Linked DNA regions of Mus musculus: regions 1 and 2 are each linked to region 3. A link is a contact called in public HiChIP or PLAC-seq and promoter capture Hi-C data. All regions are on one chromosome and are shown on one strand. The core of a region is the stretch at or near the end of the contact, and the rest is flanking DNA. Distances in the headings are between cores, read along the strand shown.

What was found. Promoter capture Hi-C pulls out the DNA fragments that hold promoters and counts their contacts. HiChIP or PLAC-seq counts read pairs in DNA pulled down with a chosen protein or histone mark.
Region 1: a promoter capture Hi-C map of liver shows a contact between it and region 3. The contact joins the promoter of Treh here to the promoter of Slc37a4 in region 3. A contact is called at or near these places in 5 of 39 promoter capture datasets (cranial neural crest, frontonasal cranial neural crest, liver and 2 more), 7 of 115 datasets of contacts at active chromatin or transcription factors (T-cell acute lymphoblastic leukemia, bone marrow-derived macrophages, embryonic forebrain and 4 more) and 3 of 9 other capture datasets (adipose tissue, liver and pancreatic islet).
Region 2: an H3K4me3 HiChIP or PLAC-seq map of embryonic forebrain shows a contact between it and region 3, with 3 times the contacts expected there. The contact joins the enhancer-like site here to the promoter of Slc37a4 in region 3. A contact is called at or near these places in 9 of 39 promoter capture datasets (the C10 cell line, the HPC-7 cell line, cranial neural crest and 5 more), 2 of 484 Hi-C or Micro-C datasets (CD4 T cells and differentiating embryonic stem cells), 15 of 115 datasets of contacts at active chromatin or transcription factors (the 230-238 cell line, the SCID.adh cell line, bone marrow-derived macrophages and 11 more) and 3 of 9 other capture datasets (adipose tissue, liver and macrophages).

Annotation. Positions count from the first base shown.
Region 1 is chr9:44,671,377-44,675,627 of GRCm38.p6, forward strand. It overlaps Treh (trehalase (brush-border membrane glycoprotein)), which reads left to right and starts at 1,857. Exons shown (of 15, transcript NM_021481.3): 1 at 1,857-1,964. The coding sequence starts at 1,885. It overlaps BC049987 (cDNA sequence BC049987), which reads right to left and starts at 884. Exons shown (of 2, transcript NR_165440.1): 1 at 766-884.
Region 2 is chr9:44,653,084-44,657,479 of GRCm38.p6, forward strand. No RefSeq gene overlaps it. Among named protein-coding and RNA genes, the nearest start is that of BC049987, 17 kb to the right of the region's middle. Within about 2 kb of position 2,783, at least 62 of the 459 cell types and tissues checked have an H3K27ac peak or open chromatin away from gene starts, as enhancers often do. A contact at or near this core is called in the HPC-7 cell line, the SCID.adh cell line, adipose tissue and 6 more, where this site is marked.
Region 3 is chr9:44,396,502-44,400,893 of GRCm38.p6, forward strand. It overlaps Slc37a4 (solute carrier family 37 (glucose-6-phosphate transporter), member 4), which reads left to right and starts at 1,853. Exons shown (of 8, transcript NM_008063.3): 1 at 1,853-2,120; 2 at 2,748-2,980; 3 at 3,294-3,537; 4 at 3,988-4,146; 5 at 4,346-4,392. The coding sequence starts at 1,973. It overlaps Mir7085 (microRNA 7085), which reads left to right and starts at 3,922; the gene lies at 3,922-3,987.

The DNA.
Region 1 (4,251 bases), core at 607-3,106, 270 kb after region 3:
TAAAGACTTTTTCCTCTACTGCTTTGATCACCTGCAAGTTGAAGGTCCCTACAGGTGGCCCCCTTACTCCAAAAGTGGGCCATTCTGAGAACAGAGTCAGTTAAACTTGCTCTTCTCTTCTTTTCCTAACTTCCCTCCAGTGATTAACTAGAATGTTTAACAAGGTAGATTCGGTCTGTCCAATGTCCAAAGATGTCGTCAGTCCAAGTCCAAGAACATAGAATGAGGTAACCAACACCAACAAACACAGAGAAAGACAATCAACACACAGTTCATCCCTTTCATGGTCACAGTTACAGACAGTTCGTCCCTTCCATGGACGCAGAGCAGAGTTGCTTGGCTGGCTCCAGCCTCACCAAGACAAACCAGGCGTCCCTGCCAGTACAGCAGGAGCCAGATTATAGGAAGACTCAGCTCCTGCCAATACTGTCTTGCTGTTTCCAGAAGGAGTGGAGCCCTCCCAGTTCCCTTCAGGGTCTCTGGAGTATCCCCCAAATTCCCAGCAGTCTCAATGTTAAGGCACGTCTGTCAGCTGCACTTAACCACCCCAGATACCATAAACTCTCCAAGCCCCCGACACTTGCAAGCAAACCAAAAGTTCAAACAGACTTACAGACTCAGACTTTGACAAACAGCAAGGCAAACAAGAAAGAACCTTGGTACCTGCTCGAGACCTCTGATTCACGGCTCTCTGGTGTGTCCTCACAGGAGGTCGAATTCCCAGCCCATGCACCAAATGTAAGACTCTAACGAGCCTTAGCTTACCTGGGACCCCTACCCCTGCCACAGTGAACAACTTGGAGCTAGGGATCGATGCAAAAGCAAGAGGAATTTATTGTTCCAGTACACTGGGGTCTTCCTGCACCTGAAGGAAAGGCAGCAACCTTGGGCAGCCCGTTTGGCCAGTTTTTATACAGCTTTCAGAGGTAGAATAGAGCAACAGCCACTAGGCACAACGTGATTGGTAGAACAGTGTGACTTTTAAACTGATTGGTCCTTAGGGAATGGGGTGGCAAGGGCTTTCCTTGTCTGTGGGGGCAGCCAATGGTCTGTCTTTGTACTCTGGGCTTCCCTTATCTGCAGGTGGTCAGTGGTTAGTCCCTGCTGTGGTCTGAGGAATGGGGTGCCTGTGTGCTCTATGAACTTTCTCTTCCAGGAGGGGAGGGGTCTGGTGGAATTTGTCAAAGTTCCTGAGCTGACCTCTTCACAGCAAATGTTCTTAACCTCTGAGCCATTTCACCAGCTCCTTGGCAAAACCTCTTCACTAACTGGTGCCAAAATGTCCCTCCAGCCTGTCACACAACTTTTGCACCAAGTCTCTGGATGTCTCATGTGATGGCATGGCCTCCTGACTATTCCTCAGGACTCAGTGCAGACATCATCTTATGGTGGGGCTTCCTGATCCATCCCCGAGAGGTTGTCCTGTGTCCTCACAGGGTCTCCTGTAGATAACAGGGAGTTTGATAAAGCTTTGGAGAAGACTTGAGCCATTCTGTTTTAAGTGATAAAGAAATGGTCCCTTCTGGCATTAGAGACTAGGGAGCCACACACAGACTCAGTGTCTAAATCATACTTGGGTGACCTCAGTTGTGGCCCTGGCCCTTGGGTGCCCACCCATATAACTCTGAGCAAAGTCCCTGAGCATGTAATACCAGTTAGAATTGAGAAATGGAAGAAAGTGGCTGATGGGGTAGTGAGCACTGTAGCTGGAGGGCAGAAGTGGTAAGCAGTCCACAAGAAGTTGAAACACACATCTCCCCCCTCAGGTGGCCACACCTCATAGCCTGGACTTTGGCTGACCTGGGTAGGCAAGTGAGGCAGGCCGTGTTCAGCAAGCCAGAGGTGCCAGGGTTTGCTCATTCCGTTCTAGGCACCGTGCCCAGGATGACCTGGGAGCTGCACCTGCTGCTTCTGCTGGGGCTGGGACTTAGGTCCCAGGAGGCCCTGCCACCACCCTGTGAGAGGTAGGGAGGTGGAGAAGCTGTGTGTGTGGGGGAAGACAAGGGTGGAAGGCTGGGATGAGAGCTTACCCTCTGAGGACCAGCCTCTCAGAGGATAAAGAAGGAAGAAACCAGGCTTGTAGGGGTAGAAGGACCAAAACCTGACACCAAACTCACTGTGTTGGAACGAGGTGGAACTTTGAGGCAGGCCTATGTATAATTCCAGAGCTGTTGACCAATGTCTGCCCTCCGTGCTGCTGACCAGAGCTCACCAGCCAAGCAGCTCCTTGGACCAAGCAGGGCTGTTCTCTTCACTGTTCTAGCAAAGCTTGCCTAGCTTAGCGTGAGGGGAGTCTAGGTCCTGTCAAGAACTTACACATAAGTTCAGCCTACCTTGCTGCTCTTTCTGTGTCCCAGGGCAAGTCAATCCTTTCTTCTGAGCCTCAGCTTCTACCAGCAAATACAAAGATGGGGGGGGGTCACTCTACTTCCTGGGTCTGGAACTGTCATTCTCTCTTCCACTCGGACTCATGGAACCCTCCCTCCACCAGTTCTTGCAAGAAGGGTAAAAACAAGGCCTAGGATGGTGAAGAACAAAGAGAAGGTAGGAGCTAAGTAAGCAAGGAGGAAGCAGAAGGGGGTGTCTCAGAGGATGCAATGGGCCGATGGAACGTGGAAGGAGCCATCTTGAAACAGAAGTAGGGAGCAGGGCAAAGGCTCTGAGGTGTCCTCCAAGGGTCACAAAGTCCCATGTGGCCTGGAAAGAAGCAGAACCAGGCTATGAGGTGGAGATAGCTCTAAGGAAAGGAGACCAAGCCCTGCGGACTTGGCAGGACTGGGCTGGGGCTGGGGGGTGGGGCTGAGGAGCCGATTAGGGATGCATGAAGACTGAGCTGTGACTTACTCACTGATGCCCAGGTGTGCAGTATGGAAGGATCTGGAATAATCCTCAGGACTTATTTGTTCACCAGTAGGCAGGACACAGAGTGGCTCTTCCATCCAGTCTCTTGTGTCCTGTTGGGCTATTTGCAGAGTGCCTACCATGAGTGCCGCTGTTTGTCCCTGAGAGCATGTCAGTAGTCCACTTGGACAGTCACACGTGTGCTTGTAGACTCTCTACAAAGAGAGTTACAGGACAGCTAGAGCTACACAGAGTCCCTGTCTCAAAAACAACAACAAAAACCCAAACAGCCACTGAAGGCACAGATGTATTAGGGTAGAGTCCAGGAGAGAAGAAACTCAAACTTCCAGCAGTCTTCTTCCAGAAGATGTGCCCAGAAAGTACCAACCAGGAGTCACCCCTGAGTCTTCATGTTGAGTTTCTTGAGATCCTTCACAGAGACCCCTGTAGGTCTCCAAAGATTAAGCTGACATTGGGTGGCCTATTGTCCCCATCACAAATGTCAGCGTTAGCCTAGGATAGCCAGCGTGCTCCAAGTTCCATCAGGCAGCATACTCTGATATCTTAACCCTGTTCCCTCAGGTGGCTCTGGGACTTGGCGACGTGGCCACCTGTGCGGCACCATTTTTTTGCTGTGTGCTGAGGAATCTGGTCTTCCTCCTGGGTTCATGGCAAGTTGTCTCTCAGCCCTTGGCACTTCTCATGGGATAAGACTGCCTTTGTTGCTTAGCGTGGGCTTTTATGGCTTATAAAGATAAAGTGATTTGTGGCATTGTCCCCAGGAGCTTTTGGCATGACTCGGGATGGGGACAGGCACTCTAGAAAACACAAGAAGGTGTTTAGTAACTTGGATCTTTGAGTTACAAGATACCATTTGACCTTCAGGAAAAGGAAGGTCCCTGTACATGGAAGATCCCATCATATGACCAGTGACTCCGTTAACTGGGCTCTTTGTAATGAGACCCTGGCCAGAACTCTAAATTCCAGACACTGCTGAAGCTTTCTGGTTGGAGTCACAGACGCAGGTTGGTAGGGTGAACACCATGGTTCCCCCCCCCCCCCCCGTTAGAAACACCACAGTGATCAGGAGTCTCTCTGCCTCTACCCATGTGCATCTTTATTTGGCTCATCCTGATTTGCTCTCAATAAGAGAGATATAATCAGCTGGGCATGCTGCCGCATGCCTTTAATGCCTCAGGAGGCAGAGGGAGACCGATCTTTGAGTTTGAGGCCAGCCTGGTCTACAGAGCAAATTCCAGGACAGCCAGGGCTACACAGAGAAACCCTGTCACAAAAAGCAAAAGCAAGAGAAAAGTTTAGCCACAGGTATAGTGGTTTCCTGGGTTCTAGCAAATTATGCAATCTGAGGGGATTATGGGAACCCCCCACATTTATACACAGTTGATGAGA
Region 2 (4,396 bases), core at 1,533-4,032, 260 kb after region 3:
GGGGGAGGGAAGCCCTCCCTAATACAGCGGGTCTCCTTGTCCTCAGTATGACATTGTAACAGTGGATAGCAGGCAGATGAAAGGAATTTGGCGTTCAGGAGTGCAGGCCATGGTAAATGTTTGGATTTCTGTCCCTCAGAATATACATGGCCTTTTGAGGTGTCAGGGTATAAGGTATAGGAAAATCCTGAATGGCAATCATCGGTGCACCCAGAGCTAGGTGGAACCACAGCTCATGGAGAGAGGACCCCTCAATACAAGGTTTAAGGCCCTCAGGAGTCTGGCCTCACTGCCTGGCCTCTCTCCAGGAGGAGTTTAGCCAGGCCAGTGAGTGGCCTTAGTATTCCTGGATGACTGTGGTAACTGCTCATGTCGGGAACCCAGCTGGTTCTCCTGGCCTGCACTACCTGAAGTCTACTTTCTGCTAAGCTTCCTGCCATGTGAATGAAAGAAGAGAGGCCTCAGGGACCCCATAGGCACTCTTGTTTCCTTCTCAGGCTCCATCTTCTACCTCATTTAACTTTTCTTCCACTGCTGTGTCTCCTGCTCTGCCCCACCCCCACTGCCCTTTCTCTCAGTGCCCTGGGGAAGGCAAGTGCCTTGGAAGGCTGGGACATGGGTGCTTCCTAGAGCCTTCTCTAGTGTGGAACCCTCTCTGGGGATGAATGAGTCCCCACTTCTCAAAGTACGCAAGGGGCACGGTGCTGGGGAAGAAGGCAGGCAAGATGTTCATTTCAATGGAAGAAGGGAACCTCAGCAGGACGCCTGTCACTTTAGCCTGACTGGGCATTGCCTTATCACCCTGAGGTAGGAAGGAGACTGTCACTGGGGGGTGGCTGTGTCCTTCAGTCTCTCACAGCCTCTGACACGTGCATGGGTTCTTTCTTAGAGTCCAGCTCCATAACGTTGCTTCCGGGGGGTCACTGATTTTGAGCAATGTTTACTGAACTGGGTCCGTGATTGGATTTGCTCTGTCCTACTTAGGTGTAGCTGTCAGCTTGTCTCAGCCTAATGTCACCTCAGAAGGGAATCTCAATTGAGGGACCACCCAGCCAGATAGGCCTTTGGACTTGTCTGTGTGGGACTATCTTGACTGTTGTTTGATATCAGAGTGCCCAGTCCACCATAGGTGGCACCATTCCCTGGGCTGGTGATTCTGAACAACATAAGAAAGTTAAGAATGAAACTGAGAGCTGGCCAGCAAGACTGCTACATAGTGACTTTAAGGCCAGCCTAGGCCACATGAGACCCAGTTTCAAAAAATAAAACAACAGCTAGGCAGTGGTGGCACACACCTTTAATACCAGCACTTGGGAGACAGAGGCAGGCAGATTTCTGAGTTCAAGGCTAGCCTGGTCTACAGAGTGAATTCCAGGATAGCCAGAGCTACACAGAGAAACTCTATCTCAAAAAACCAAAAAATAAAAATAAAGTAAAACAGTAAAACAACAAAAACACCACTAACAACAACAATTAAAGGAGGAAGATGCTTTAAGAAATGAGCCCTAGGGGCTGGAGAGATGGCTCAGTGGTTAAGAGCACTGACTGCTCTTCCAGAGGTCCTGAGTTCAATTCCCAGTAACCACATGGTGGCTCACAACCATCTGTAATGGCATCTGATGCCTTCTTCTGGTATCTGAAGGGAGACTGGAATACCATTGCTCTGATGCCTAGCTTATAATGTGAGCACTTTGTTCCACACATACTCCTGACAGCATGTCACCAGAGGCCCCAAGTGATAGGATCAGTCAATCTTGAACCCTCACCATTGGTCCCAATGAATGGGTCAGTCCAGAACCATAAGCCAAACACAACCCTTTTCTCTTTATAAGTTAATTGCCTCAAGGATTTCATTAGAATAATTAAAAATGATTAATACAACACTCTGATATATTCTACTATTAATCTAGTTAATATCAAATATACAAACCCTGTCTGACTCATGCTTGCCAAAAGAATCTTGTGCTTCCAGGCATCAAGAACTCATGGCCTGGAGACTACTTATATAGGGATGGATAATTTCTTATATGATGTCACTGTGTCACACCCAACAATGTCTCTTTCAACTAATAGTCCTTACAGTGTGCTATTAAGAAACTACAATAAAGTTTCCTGTTAGACTTTGCTCAGGGGCTACGCAGACCCAAAACAAACGAAACAGAACTCTACTCAGAGTCCGCTAGGTGGCTCTCTCTTCCAGCCCTTGAGGGCCTGCCCCGAGTCTCCTGGGAATTTGCTTTCTTCTGCCTTCATTTCTTGCTGTCTGACCTGGCTCACGCTTACAGTCCCTGAAGTCCTGTACAATTACGTCTCCTATAAACAGGAAATGAAATAGTCAAAACCCGACATCAGTAGCAATCTCAAAATAGATGATGATAAGTTCGTTCCACTGAGCAAAACTTCCAGCAGGGCTCCGGGGTACGCGCCCTCGCTGGTGAAGTGCTGGTTAGGTGTGGAATTAAAGGTCAGTTGAGTGCCTAGCATGGTGGCACAAGGCTGGCCTAAACTCACAGATCTGCCTGCCTCTCCCTCCAGAGTGCTGGGATCCAGCACACCGGCTACGTGAAGTGTTTATAAGAACAGCTAGGAGCTGGTTTGCAGACCTGCCCGAGTCTTCCGCTCCAACTTCGTTGGTCCTTCCGTTCAGTTTTCTTCTTCTTCTACGAAGCCAAGGCCTACTGTAGCCTTTAACAAGCATGTGTGGGTTTAGAGAAGGAGAGAGCCACGCTCCAGGCCCAAAGCCAGCTTTAATTTTAAATAAGTTTCACTGAATTGGGACCACGTAAAGACCATTTGTCACTTATGTCTGTAGGGGGCAGCAGAGACAAGCTGGACGTGGGTGATTCCATTCAGCCAATTTACTCTTTTTTTTCCTTAGGACGTTTTCTTTTCCTCCGATGTTACACTTGTCCAGTGGCGTCTAGATTCCTTAGTCGAATGCTTTTATTCTCCTGGAAAGATTAAGAACAAAATCCTGTCCCAAATCTAATTCTGGGGGCTCCTTTTTTAACAAGTTATATCTTTCTAGGACAAAATAGTAGTAATAGTAGGTAGTAGTAGTAGTAGTAGTAGTAGTAGTAGTAGTAGTAGTAGTAGTAGTAGTAGTAGTAGTAGTAGTAGTAGTAGTAGTAGTAGTTGTTGTTGTTGTTGTTGTTGTTGTTGTTGTTGTTGTTGCTGTTGTTTTGGTTTGGGTTTTGGGTTTTGTTGCTATTTGTGTGTCAAGTTGACAAGATGTCAATCGTACTGGCTGGTTTTACCTGTCAACTTGATACAGCTGGAGTTATCACAGAGAAAGGAGCTTCAGTTGGGGAAATGCCTCCATGAGATCCAGCTGTAAAGCATTTTCTCAATTAGTGATCAAGGGTGGGAGGGCCCCTTGTGGGTGGTGCCATTCCTAGGCTGGTTGTCCTGGGTTCTATAAGAAAGCAAACTGAGAAGCCGGGCGTGGTGGCTCACACCTTTAATCCCAGCACTTGAGAGACAGAGGCAGGCGGATTTCTGAGTTCGAGGCCAGCCTGGTCTACAAAGTGAGTTCCAGGATAGCCAGGGCTATACAGAGAAACCCTGTCTCCACCCCCCCCTCCCCCCCCAAAAAAAAAGAAAAAGAAAGAAAGCTGAGTAAGCCAGGGGAAGTAAGCCAGTAAGCAGCACCCCTCCATGGCCTCTGCATCAGCTGCTGCTTCCAAGTTCCTGCCCTGTGTGAGTTCCTGTCCTGACTTCCTTTGGTGATGAACAGCAATGTGGAAATGTAAACTGAAGAAACTCTTTGCTCCCCAACTTGCTTCTTGGTCATGATGTTTTGTGAGGGAACAGAAACCCTGACTAAGACAGGTATAAAATTTAGCATTTGAATACGTAGCAGCTCCAGACCAACCCACAACTGATTATAGGCAACTGAGGAATTTCCTCATTGTGGGAAGGCACAGATCCCTTTGCTACCACATCCTGGCCATGAAGGAATTCAGATAGGCACCAGGCAGCCGTATTACCTTCGCTTCCATGGCTAAGCCTGTGAAGGACTCTACCCTTGAATGGGTCTAATCCATCATTGTAAGGTACATCCTTATGACCATAGTGTTGTTGACAATGACCGAGTATAAGGTTATCTATGCCTTGTAAAATGTCCGGATTTGTTTCTCAGAGAGAGAAAATATTTATTCTCTGTATATGGAAAGCGTTTGCAATAGAAGCCAATAGACAAATATTGGTAGGCTCCTTTTTGTTTTATGAAGAGTCCCCAGTTGCCAATAAATATGACTCCCATAATTAGGCTATCATCTGGTTCAGTATTAGTTAGGGCTGCATGCAGCGATCTGAGCTTATCGGCAGTCACAAAAGCTGCTCTTTGTTCCTGTCCCCATTGGAAATTAGCTGCCTTTTGAGAACCTTGTAGAGA
Region 3 (4,392 bases), core at 603-3,102:
GGTCTCAAAGGAAGTAGTATTCCAGGCTGTCCTTTGACTCCACACCTACGGTAACACATACACACCCAACACATACACACCACATGACCATTAAAAAGATTTTTAAAGAACTCGAGGTTTCGTCGGAATTCTGTCTTTTAAATGATGAGACTATATTGTTTTTTCTCTGTTCCGACTAATCTGACCACGAATTAAAACTCCAAATTGTGCTGAATTTATTTTCCAGAGAAAACACCATGCCTCTACAATTCAGGGAGTTTCCTGAATCTGCACCCTAACAGGAGGCACTCTATAGACACTGATCGACGAAACGTAATAGGTCATGTGGTGCTCAGCCTATAAGCGGCACTGTCCTTTCACTGGAAGCTGCTTGACAGGCAGGATGACGTCTCCATCCCAGGGTGGACAGTAGTCCGCCCAACTCTGTGCATGCGCACCAGCCTTACTCGAGTCCCGCCCCATCCCACTAGGGGTTACCGCCTCCGTCCAGGTAGGGGTGGCATGCGAAGGAGGGGCGTCAGTGAGGGCGGGACTAGAGGGCAAGTCTGGGACCTTGGGGCTCCCCTGACTTCCGACTACGCCGGAGGCTGTCCGGGTGACTGCCCTTCCGGGATGGCGACAGTTCCACGGCCCAGGGACAGCGCTCTTGCAGATGCGGTGCCCTCGTGGCTGCAGCGCACAGTCTCCGCAGCTCTCTTGCTCCTGTCCCCAGGACCCGCAGTTCCCAGCCAGGAGTCGGGTGTCCCGGGTGGCTTGAGGACACGGGGTGCTCGGCAGGTGGCAAGCGGCGCCGCCTGCCCATCCTGACTGGCAGAGCCTAGGCTGCCAGAGCGAGGGGCCTCCCGAGGCTACGTGCGGCTTCTCTCGCCTACGCCTTGTGCTCCAGCGGCTGTGCAGCGGAGCAGAAAGCTGCGGTGGCGTGCTTCGGGGACCCACAGCCCCGCAGTACGGACCCCCTACTGATGTCGCAGGGTAATAGGGATCCAGAGGCAGTTCCAAGGGGGTCTCATCCAGACCTAAGCCCTAGGCGCGCCTTCTGCGTGTCATTGCAGGGTGAACTGAGGGGCTTGTCCCCCCGTTTAATTTTGCAACTACTGCAGTTATCTCGCTCCTTACCTACTGTTGTTCCTTGCACATTTCAGTGACAGAGGCCAGCCTTAGTGGAAAAAGGAGAATGGGAAATTCCAGAAATAAACGATAGGCTTTAAGAAACTTTTACTATGGTGCCTCATTGTGTTTTACTATTTACTTACTAGGTCTAATTTATGTATCTACCTTTTATCACTGTGTGTATAAGGAAAGTGTATGCGCTGTTCCCTACCACCATGAGGAGTTCAAGAAATATATCCCCCAATGAAGGGGATACCTATTAGGAAACTGTACTCCATTGTGTGCTAAGCATTTGGTGAAGGCTCAGCAGTGGGTGTGGGGTTGTTTTTAAGGTATGTGGTTGATTGAATGAACCTGGGGGGTAGGAACCGATCTAGTGCCTTTCACAATGTCCGGCAGCCTGGCACCGCAAAGGAACCTGAGAGAATGAGAAAGTTCATTGACCAAGGGAGTAGGGCTATACTGAGAGCTTGCTCTGCTCATCCTACCCGAGCCTCCCCTGGGCTTGTGCAGACAAAAGTAATTAGGCTGAGCCTTTAATCACAGCTGGCTTCACAGGCAAGAAGACTTGGGAAAGGAGGGAAGGGCAAGCAGTCCTGGGGACCCTCTCCTCCCCCGGTTTGGCTCTCAGTAACCTGTTTTCTTGTCTCTCTCAGGACACTGGGTTCCCTGGTTGCTGCCCCAGGCTTAATGATTGTCCAGAAGGCGGCTATAAAGAGCCTGGGTGGAGGAGAGAGAAAGCGCACAGAAAAACACAGCTCAGCAGATCCAGGCACTAAAGAGAGCTAGCTGCAAGCAGGAGCAGTCAAGAATCTGTGGTCAGAAGTACTGGAGTGGGCCAGCAGGGCCAGCTTTTTCTACCATGGCAGCCCAAGGCTACGGCTACTATCGCACTGTCATATTTGCGGCCATGTTTGGAGGCTACAGCCTGTACTATTTCAACCGCAAAACCTTCTCCTTTGTCATGCCCTCCTTGGTGGATGAGATCGCTCTGGACAAGGACGATTTGGGTAAGCCATGGAAGGGCAGGGTGGTGGGCTGTGGGATACACCATTTGGAGTATGGTTTGTCCAAGCATGGGGGGTTTCAAGCTTGTATCAGGTGGAGAGGCTGAGCTCCATGTGCCTGGGTGTGGGTGTACATGTGAAACCAGTGCTTAGCCGGTGTATATGCCTGGCACCCACACGTGCCCAGGAGGTGCTACTGGGAGCGGGTAGCAAGGTTTTCACACCTGTTCGTGCATGCTGCACCTGCAGGTCACGGTGAACACTGGGAGAGTAGCACCATGATTTGATGTGTCCTGCGTGCTACCTGCCAGGGGGAATAAGATCTTTGACTCTAGAGTCCTTCGCATTCAGACGTGTTTGGGCTTTTGGCGAGCATTCAGAGTGAGGTGGGAACTGCATATTCCAGGGGTAAAGAAAGAAAGAAATCCAAGAGGCTGAGAAGGTCCAAGTCAGCCTGGGCCTGTGATGCACGGCTCAGCAGGCAGGAGAGTGTCAAATCCGGGAAGGAACCTGTCTCACCCTGCCAGGCACCTGTACACACCTGACCCCTTACCTTCCTCCGCCCCTCCTGTGCCTCTGCCCTGTCCCTAACCCCTCAGGTGTCCTGCTCCCTGCTCCCCTTCGCTGCAGGGCTCATCACAAGCAGCCAGTCGGCAGCCTACGCCATCAGCAAGTTTGTGAGCGGGGTTCTGTCAGATCAGATGAGCGCCCGCTGGCTCTTCTCCTCTGGGCTGCTCCTGGTTGGTCTGGTCAACGTAGTCTTCTCATGGAGCTCCACAGTGTCAGCCTTTGCTGCTCTTTGGTTTCTTAATGGTCTGGCACAGGGGCTGGGCTGGCCCCCCTGTGGGAAGATCCTGAGGAAGGTGAGTGCATCTGATGAGCCTGAGGGGGAGGGCACCCAGTGGGCACTTGGGAGCACCTCTTCTTACACAACCCTTCCACCCCTAACCCATAGCAGGTTCCTTAGGAGTTCCCTGCCAGCTCCTGCTGCTGTTGGGATATTTTAGGAGCCTGAGGGTGGTGGGATCGGGTGGCAGACGAGGGACTGGGCTCCGCCAAGTAGAAGCACTCTTCCCTCATCCCTGTAATGTGAGTGTCTAGGTCTGCCACACTCGAGCTGCTCCTTCTGTGTGGCCTCTAAGCCAGGCACCTATTCTGTTCCCCTCTGCCTCACAGTGGTTTGAGCCATCCCAGTTTGGCACTTGGTGGGCTGTGTTGTCAACCAGCATGAACCTGGCTGGAAGTTTGGGACCTATCTTGGCAACGATCCTCGCCCAGAGCTACAGCTGGCGCAGCACACTGGCCCTGTCTGGGGCACTGTGTGTGGTTGTCTCCTTCTTCTGTCTGCTGCTTATCCACAATGAACCTGCTGATGTTGGACTCCGAAATCTGGACCCTGCCCCCTCCAAGGGCAAAAAGGGTAAGCCTCTATCAAGCTGACTCCTAGAGCACCTTCCTTTGCCCCTGGCTCCGCACGATTTTGTTAGGACTAGCCTTTGCCTTGCCCTGTGCTTGCCACTGGATGTAGGCGAAGGAATGGTAATGGAGATTGGGTGGGAGAAGTAAAGATTCTATCCTGAAATCAGCCAGCGCATCCTGAGCCTTCTCTGACAGCACAGATCTCTCCATTCTGGGTAACCCCCTAAGTTTAAGCAGTTTGGGTGCCTTCTTCCACCTGCACCGTCCTCATTTCCTTTCATTTGCATCGAGGTAGGGGAGAGGGAAGCAGGGCTTTGAGGGGGTGCCCCACATCAATCCTGGTGGTGCTCACAGCCTGTTCTGGCAGCTGGCTAATGAACGGTGGTGGTGCAGTGGGGGCAGGCCAGCAGGAGCAGAGCCCAAGTCCTAGCTGGCCTCTCCCCACCTTCAGGCTCATCAAAGGAGGAGAGCACCCTACAGGATCTGCTGCTGTCCCCCTATCTCTGGGTGCTGTCCACTGGCTACCTCGTGGTCTTCGGAGTAAAGACTTGCTGTACAGACTGGGGCCAGTTCTTCCTTATCCAGGAGCGAGGGCAGTCCGCCCTTGTGGGTAAGATGAGTGTTTAGACAGAGAAGGGTGTACAAACCAGGGGCCAATGCAGGAGATGGGATCTCCACCCTCTCTCCCTTTCTCTACTTCCCCCTTAAGGCTGGGCATCCTTGGAGGTAGGTCTGTACCTTGGGATAACCTCAATGGGAAATCCCTGTTCACTCTTTTCCCTTCCTCCTCCCCACAACTCCCCATGCAGGTAGCTCCTACATCAGTGCCCTCGAGGTCGGAGGCCTTGTAGGAAGC